2 separate regions of the Capra hircus genome follow, and region 1 is linked to region 2. Evidence: chromatin contacts called from public Hi-C data. All regions are on one chromosome and are shown on one strand. The core of a region is the stretch at or near the end of the contact, and the rest is flanking DNA. Distances in the headings are between cores, read along the strand shown. Region 1 overlaps LRRK1 (leucine-rich repeat serine/threonine-protein kinase 1). Region 2 holds the start of CHSY1 (chondroitin sulfate synthase 1).

Region 1 (3,860 bases), core at 885-3,384, 260 kb after region 2:
CTCTGCGGGACTGACCGCTCCCTTCACGGTTTCTGGCAAGTTACTAACCAAAGGGCAAGCCCAGGCATCTGGAAATGCCTTCAGGTTATTTCTGGAGACGTTTAGACAACTGAGCGATTTGAAAGAATGGAGGAAAAGTGCAGGGAGTTCTGTCAGTTTGTTGTCAGAAACATCGAGCTCCTGTAGCTTCCGTAAACCAATCCAGTTCGTGGCTAGGAGAAAATAAGAGAGGATGAATTGGTAAAAAAAATATCCCAGTCAAGAAGAAAATGACAAAGTATATCAGGTTACTGATGATGAAACATACCACTCTCTTCTTCAAACAATGTTTCCAAATAGTTCTTTGAAGCCGTCAGTTTTTGAAGTTTCGAGAGATGCAGGAATCCTGGTGGGAGGTGGGACAGCTTGTTGCTGGAAATGTCAATTTCCAGTAGCCTGTAGTTGGGAAAGTCAAGGCATCAGAAGCAAGCCGTGGTCATGTACTTCTCTGTAAACATGTTTCTTTTTCTCCTGGCACAGGATAAGGAAGGTGCAGTGAAACACCAGTATGATTTCTGTTAATTGTGTTACTGTCGCTGTGTCGTCTGCAGAAAAAGACCAGAGCTCTCTTTGGTGGGTCCGGGTCTCATGGACCAGTAGGGATGTAACCTTTTTCACGTATGTGATAACAGAACAAGCTGGTGTCCTGAAGCTACTGAAAGTCCAGAGAGCAGTGCTTTGTAACCTTTTGGACTCTTGGCTCTGCCCCGGTTAAGGACCCCCACTCCACGGCACTTAATTTTTTGTACAGGGCTTCTTTCCCACGAGTTACTGCTAACCCTACGCTCTTATCAACAGTCTTTTCTTCACTTCACTTAGAGCCTTAGCTTTTGAAATCAGCTCATGTCCCATATGGAACGAGGGCTTACAGACATGATCATCAGTACATCAGGGAAGGGAAGGTCCTTCCCCTCCCTATGCAGCCTCATCGGGGGGCTTGGGTGTCTTCCCAAGGCCTCCCAGAAAGAGACAGGAGCTGCCCACACTGTTAGACCATGGCCAGAGTCCTGTGCAGTTAACTGCTTCTTGGAGGCCCTGCTCACTTTCCTTGGGAGGTAGGCCAAAAGCTGGAGTGTCTGGGCCCCGTGGCCTCCACCAGCCCCCTTCCTCTGATGCCTGCCTGCAGGACCAAGACTGGGCATCGTGGGCTGGCAGGCCTGCATCGCTGCAAAGAGCAGTGGACACATGGGCCAACCCTGGCAGAACTCTCTGTGTTCACGTGGACAGCAGGCCAGGACCTTGTGCCCAAGAGCTTGCTAAAGGCACACACAACTTCCTTCTCTCATTTTAGCTGAAAATCTGTTTTCCAAAGCACCAGCTATAATCAGGCAGCATGACTGCAGGAAGCAGATGCTACAGGCAGAGGGTGCGGGGGCAGCCAGGCTCCCATGGCGAAGGCCCCCCACCGGGGCCGCGGGGCAGGAGCCCACCTGGAACAGATGATTTCATCTGATGACTGCACGCTGGGCAGCTCCCCCAGGTGGTTGTCCGAGAGGTTCAGCTTCCGGAGGTTGATGAGGCCCCAGGGGACGACCGAGGGGAGGGACGCCAGACAGTTGGCAGAAAGATCCAGCTCTGTGATCTGGCAGGAGATGTCGATGAGCCAGTCCAGATCCACCCAGGGCAGCTTGAGGTGGGACCATTTCACACGAAGAGCCTGGGTGTTGGAGAAATGGGCAAAGCACACGCCAGTGGTAAACCCAGGGCTCACACAGACTTGGAATAAAGCAATGGTTTATCCAAGTGTGAGTCTGTCTGCTCATCTCAGCAGAGTCCTGAGAGATCAGGAGAACTGGGAGCACGTCGTCACTTGGGGGCACCTGTATCCTTGAGGGAATCTCTGCAGACACAGCAATGCGCTCTCCAGACTCGAGAGGGAGCACGTGGGCTTTGCGTCACCTCTGAGAGGGCTGATCACAGCCAGGCGGGACACTCAGCAGGAATAGCCCCTGCTCTGTGCAGAAGAGGCCACCCCAACTTGGAGGACCCTCCCCAGCCTGCAGAAGAAGGCGGAGACCCAAACCTGGGTCTTCTCCCTTCAGGTCACTCTTCCCCATGATTAGGGCAAGAAGCGCCTGCGCGTGCTCACACCATGTGGGGTGCTTTGTGGATGCACCGCTTCCAGAGTGAGCAACAACACACAGGCGACCGCCAGACACCACATGGGAAAAAGAGGACTTTGACCCACAACCTGCAGCAGTCTACCAGGACACTAATAACCCCCTCATCTAAACTGGAAGCAGGGACAAAGCTAGGGAAGCGGTTACTTCTCAGTCGAGTCCCGGACGTTTGGGGCCAACTGTTACAGAAGTTACCCTGTAGCTTCCTGGACTGTTACTAGGCGTTGCAGTGAGTCAGGGGTGGGGCCTGGTATTTGGCATTTCCTGCAAGCTCCCGGGTGATGCCAGAGCTGCTGGTCTAAGGAACACACTCTGGAAAGGAAGAGACTGAACTTGACCTAGAGTTTGACTCATTCTATTTAAAGAAATAAAGTATAAATTATATGATCCTTTCTTTCAGGTGAGAAGGGTTCTCTAGCCCTAGGCTAAGACAACTGCTATGACTAATTAGGGAAAGTCAAACATGCTCCCCCAACCAGTTATGAAGGATGCCCCCTTCTAGGTCGCCGCTTCCAGCTTGCCCACCAACCACCACCAGACAGGGCACACCCGATGGCTTGCCCTTGTCCGTGATAAAGCCTCTCCACTCCTCTGACAAAAGGCAAGCGACGGTGGCTGACTCGCTATCAAAAGCGCTGAATAAATCTCCTTTGCTTTTCTCATTTGGTTGGGTCAGAAAGGCCAGCAGCTTGCTGGCACATGGTGGTAAGTGGGATCTGGTGAAATGTTCACGAGCAGGGCTTTGCTCTTCTTGATCATCCAAGAATGTGGGGCTCACTGAGGTTTCTGGGGAAAGGAAATCGGCTCTTTTGGCTAGTGTCTCTAAAGCAGCTGGAAATCCGTATCAGAAAATTGGAGAAACAAGAATTAGTGCTTCACTAAAGGGAAAATGTTGCAACTGGGAAGGATACCAATAACGCGAGGTAAGTTCGCTTTCAAAATTGGCAGCAGTAGACTCCCTTATCTGGTCACAAGGTGGCGTGTGCGCCTCGGCTTTGTCTCCTTGGCTAACTTGCCAGGGCTGGAAAGCTGGGTCTGCTGTTCCTTCTCAAAACTCTGGGTTTTGAACCAAGGAGATGGGGGCTCTGTCTCTGTCTGCCTGTCTCTCTCCACTCACCTCGATGGAGAGAGGCGGTGGTATTACTGGATTTCAGGTCAAGAGAATGGAGTTTTAGTCTCAGTTTTATTTTAGACAAGTCAAGCTTGAGCTGTAGCCTGTTTTTATTATCACTATTGTTTCCCCCCATAATTATGCATCTTGAAAAATTTCAAAACTGCAGAAAGGCTTAACCAGTTCAATGCATATCCGTTCATATACACTTCATCTAGATTCACCAACTGTTAACATGTTGCCACATCTCTTTTTCTTCTTTTTCCCTCCACACAAACACACACTTTCCATTTTTTGCTGAGTCATCTGAAAGTAACCGTGGCGCCTCATTCACACCAACGTTATCTCGGAAGAAATGAAATCAGTACAACATTATCAAATCCATACTCCATGTTCAAATATTCCCGAAACGTCTTTCATAACTATTCTGCATCTTGATCCAGGATCTCAACAAAAATCATACATTGCATTTAGTTAACCCTAACCTTTCTTGAATCTAGAAGAATCCTCACGCCTTTTGCTGTCCTTTTAAACTTCGGCACTGCCAGTTTTCAGGTCATTCTAGTTGTTCTGTAGAATATCCCATAATC
Region 2 (4,084 bases), core at 1,048-3,547:
ACGTGTCTTAAGAAATCCATGGCACTTTTGTGTATGCGAAGACCCGACTCATTGGAAAAGACCCCGATGCTGGGAAAGTTTGAAGGTAGGAGGAGGAGGGGATGGCAGAGGATGAGATCATTGGATGGCATCATTGACTCAATGGATGAGTCTGAGCAAGCTCCAGGAGCTAGTGAAGGACAAGGAAGCCTGGCATGCTGCAGTCCACAAGGTCGCAAAGAGCTGAACATGACTGAGTGACTGAACAACAACACACCATTTATGCGCTTTTTAAATCAGATTTTAGTCTAGATGAGGAAACAGAGAAGTTTAAAGCAAGTTAGAAAATATTGAAATCATTATGTCAAAAAATTGAACATCTGTACCTAGCTAGATTTGTGCTTTATGGACATCATTGTGAATTATGAGGCTGTTGCTGAATTTGGGGAACTTGGCATTTGTGGCTTATGGTCTAACTGGAAACCCCTTTGGCTGATTTTTGAGTCTCTAATTCATGGTTCTGCATTTTTCTCAAGACCACTGTTGGAATCCTGTGTTCACTGTATAATGAGTATTTTATTTTTAGATGTGGATCACCTACCCAGGGAGCCTGTGGGAAGGTGGGTAATGAACTATATCTGGCACAATTCACAAGTGCCGAAGAAAGTGCTGATATCCAAAGAATACCAAGAGTGACCACTATTTAGCGGCAGAGATGATATCTCTCCTGTAAGATGGTACTTTAAATTGTGTATATTTCTTCATTTGGTCATCTTAGCAATGAAGAAAGATCCAAGGTTTACCCAAGCGTGCTTATTTTCTGTCCCTAATTCTTGGCTTCATTTGTTTAAATGACGGGAACCTGTCAGGCCGAGGGAACTACTGTGCTCTCTGGGAGTTTCATTAAAAAAAAAAAAAAACCTCCAACACACTGGCGACTAAATAATAATAATTTACACAAATATTTGTTGTGTGGTCATTTCATCAGCTTTTTGTTACCTTAGCTGTTTTAAGAAGAAGTGCATAGAATTCAAAATCCATCATAGAGAAGCCGGTTCTCAAAAACTGTTTTTAGAAACCCATGGCACTTCTATGGATGGATGATGTTAAAACACAAAGACTCAGACTAGAGAAACTGATGAGTTTCTACGTAGAATGTAAAGAAAAAGCGTATTAACACCATCTACCATTTCTTCAACATCCTTTAAATGCTGCTAGTGTTAGAAGGTTGGACACTGAGTATAGCTTTCTTTTTCTTTCTGTTTTTAGCTTGGAAACCAGTAGCAGAGAACAAGGTAGCTGAATTCACGGTTCATTCTGCAGTCATGCACGTTTCAAACGGTTCCTGAGCTGTTTATGCTACACATGCTCGCTCGTACCCACAGAGCTGCGGGAACAAAGATACAGTGTGAATCGGGAGGACGCAGGGAAGGTGGCCGGAGAGGTCCGCCCGGCTGGAGGGCTGGGCGTGGGGAGGCGGGTGTGTCTGAGGACAGTGTGTGCAGGAGGAACGCGCGGCTCGTCCTCCACGAGTGCACTGTTCGAGGACCAAGAAGCCCCTTCTTAGAAATCCCTGATAAGATCCACGTTGGCGCAGCGTCTCGCGGCAGCCGGAGGCCGGGCGGAACGGCCTAGAGCCAGCGCCGCGCGCCGCAGCAGGGATGCCCCGGCGGGGCGGGTAACGGGCGGCCGGGCGCCTCGCTCCCGGCCCCAGGCGGCGCCGCGCCCGACCCACGCCCCCTCCGCCCGGGGCCGCCGCAGACCGCGCGGGCGGGGCTCTGAGCTGGGCTTTCTTTTTCGGGCAAACTTTCGCCACGTGAACCGCCCCCCATTCACTGCCGCGCCAATCGCGCGGCGCGGACGGATCCCGAGCGGGGCCACAGCGCACCGCCCCCTGCGCGCCGTGCGTGACGTGCGGCGCCCCCGCGGCGATGGCGCGCGGAGCCGGACGATGAGCAGCGGCCGCGCCGGCGCCGGCCACGGACATCAGCGTGCCGCGCGCAGCGCCAGCGGAGCCGAGCGCCCGGGGGGCGCCGCGCGGGGAGCCGAGCCGGCCGGGGAGCGCGGGGCGCGGGGCGCGGGCGGGGGGCCGCGGCCGGCGCGCGCTGGGCATGCTGCGCCCCTGAGGGCGGGCGCGCGCGAGCGGGACCGAGCGCCGGCGCGGGGCCTGCGGGCGGCCCGCGCTCCGCGATGGGCACGGCGGGCCCGCCGCAGCCGCGGCGCTGCCCGGGCGGGGCCGCGTAGGGCGGGCTGGCCTCGGCGGGCGGGCTGAGGGCGCGCGGAGCGGCGGCGGCGGCGGCGGCCCGGCGGGCGGAGCGGCGCGGGCATGGCCGTGCGCGGCCGGCGCGCCTGGCTCAGCGTGCTGCTCGGGCTTGTGCTGGGTTTCGTGCTGGCCTCGCGGCTCGTGCTGCCCCGCGCCTCCGAGTTGAAGCGGGCGGGCCCGCGGCGCCGCGCCAGCCCCGAGGCTTGCCGGCCCGGGCAGGCGGCCGCGGTGCCCCTGGCCGGCGGGGCGCGCGGGGATGCGCGCGGGCAGCGGCTCTGGCCCCACAGCGAGGCCCAGGATGGCGTCCCGCGCGACAGGAACTTTCTCTTCGTGGGAGTCATGACCGCCCAGAAGTACCTGCAGACCCGCGCGGTGGCGGCCTTCAGGTGAGTCCCCGCTCCCGGGCGGCGTCCAGCATCCGAGCGCGCTGCCCCGCGGCCCGCGTGCGGCGCGCGCCTTTGCCTGCCTCCCAGACCCGGCGCTCGCTGGGTTTCCGTGGGGCCGCTGTGCCCCGTGGGGCGTGCCGGGCGTTGGCAGCGGGCTCAGGGGCCGTATAGCGAGCGCAGCGCTCAAAAGCAGGGGCTTTGGGGTCCAGCGGACCAGCGTGGCCCCTCTGGGTGTAGTCTTCACGCGGACTTTCTGCTCCGCGCTTCATCTTTTCTTGTCCTAGTCCTTTCCTTTGTTGAATGAGCACCACGGAACATTTCCAAACACCCATAAGAGTGTTCGGAAAACTCAGCACAATAATGGTAATTGTGGTGGCAGCGGGGGTTATTATTCGAGGCTCTGAAACCTGCACTTTTAGCCTTGCAGAACTAGAGCCTGTGTAAGTTAATTTGGTCAGAGGCCTTCCACTTTTAGTTTTCACTGTTGGGACCATTCTGGTAAATGGAAGGGGTACACGCTGCACACTCAACCCCACCAGACTTTTGTAATTGGAAAGAGAACCTTTGGGAAAGCAGTTCTTGGCTCATGGTAGATTTGTTGTTAACTAGCCCAGTTTAGTGACGTGTGTGTTATCCGGTATCTGGGTCCTAGTTGGCCATATGAGTCAGAAAAGTGGCTGGAATCATGTTCAGGATTAACAAAGGGATTAGCCAAAGTAATCTTTAGAAGAGTGAAAGAGAGATGATATTGGAATGAATTTGAGGTAGAAGAGGGATGTATTAATAGATTCAGTAAAGAGATTTAATGGAAACCTTATCTGTGTGAACTACAGAAATGCTTACTCTACAGATAACATTTGGTATTCATCCAACCACAGAGCAAACCAACCTGAGAGGTCTGCTGGGAATGGACTCTTAGAGCAGTCATTACTGAGAGAGGCCAAGCTGGTGGTTGTTCTTAATTTATAACCATCACCTGTATAACTTCGGCTTTTAACTGTAGTCCTGGTCTAAATTTTCAGGCATTAGATGTTGTGAGGAGAAAAGCATATTTGGGGCTCCGTTCCTCTAAAGGAGGAGGAAAAGGGTTGAAAAGGAAGGTAGAGAGCAGTAGAGAAAGTCTGCCTTTTCAGTGCATTGATTCCCATTCCTGTGTTTCCACTGGATCTTGTTTAAGTCCATGACCTAGGTTCTGCCAGAAGGGGACTGAGTGCCTGAAAAGGTTAGAAAAGGTAGCATAAATTTGACTAAGATCATGACTTGGAAGCAAACATGCAGATCATGGTTTTCTCCCAGATGTATTGAATTAGGTGGAGTTGTGCTTTTTGTTGTTTCGTGGTTTGTTTTTCTGGCCTTTGAAGTATAGTTGATTTACAGTGTTTTAGGTGTATATCAAAAAAACATTTGATTTTTGAAAAAGGGAATACCTAATCAGAAATTGAGGATGAGCTATATA

What was found. A called contact is a pair of places that touch in the nucleus more often than the background predicts.
Region 1: a contact with region 2 is called in a Hi-C map of blood, with 6 times the contacts expected there. The contact joins the enhancer-like site here to the promoter of CHSY1 in region 2. A contact is called at or near these places in 2 of 5 Hi-C or Micro-C datasets (both in blood).

Annotation. Positions count from the first base shown.
Region 1 is chr21:4,768,742-4,772,601 of ARS1.2, forward strand. It overlaps LRRK1 (leucine-rich repeat serine/threonine-protein kinase 1), which reads right to left. Exons shown (of 35, transcript XM_018066303.1): 8 at 1,470-1,696; 9 at 308-435; 10 at 49-212. Among named protein-coding and RNA genes, the nearest start is that of LRRK1, 91 kb to the right of the region's middle. Within about 2 kb of position 2,135, at least 4 of the 5 cell types and tissues checked have an H3K27ac peak or open chromatin away from gene starts, as enhancers often do.
Region 2 is chr21:4,510,199-4,514,282 of ARS1.2, forward strand. It overlaps CHSY1 (chondroitin sulfate synthase 1), which reads left to right and starts at 2,298. Exons shown (of 3, transcript XM_018066428.1): 1 at 2,298-2,628. The coding sequence starts at 2,306.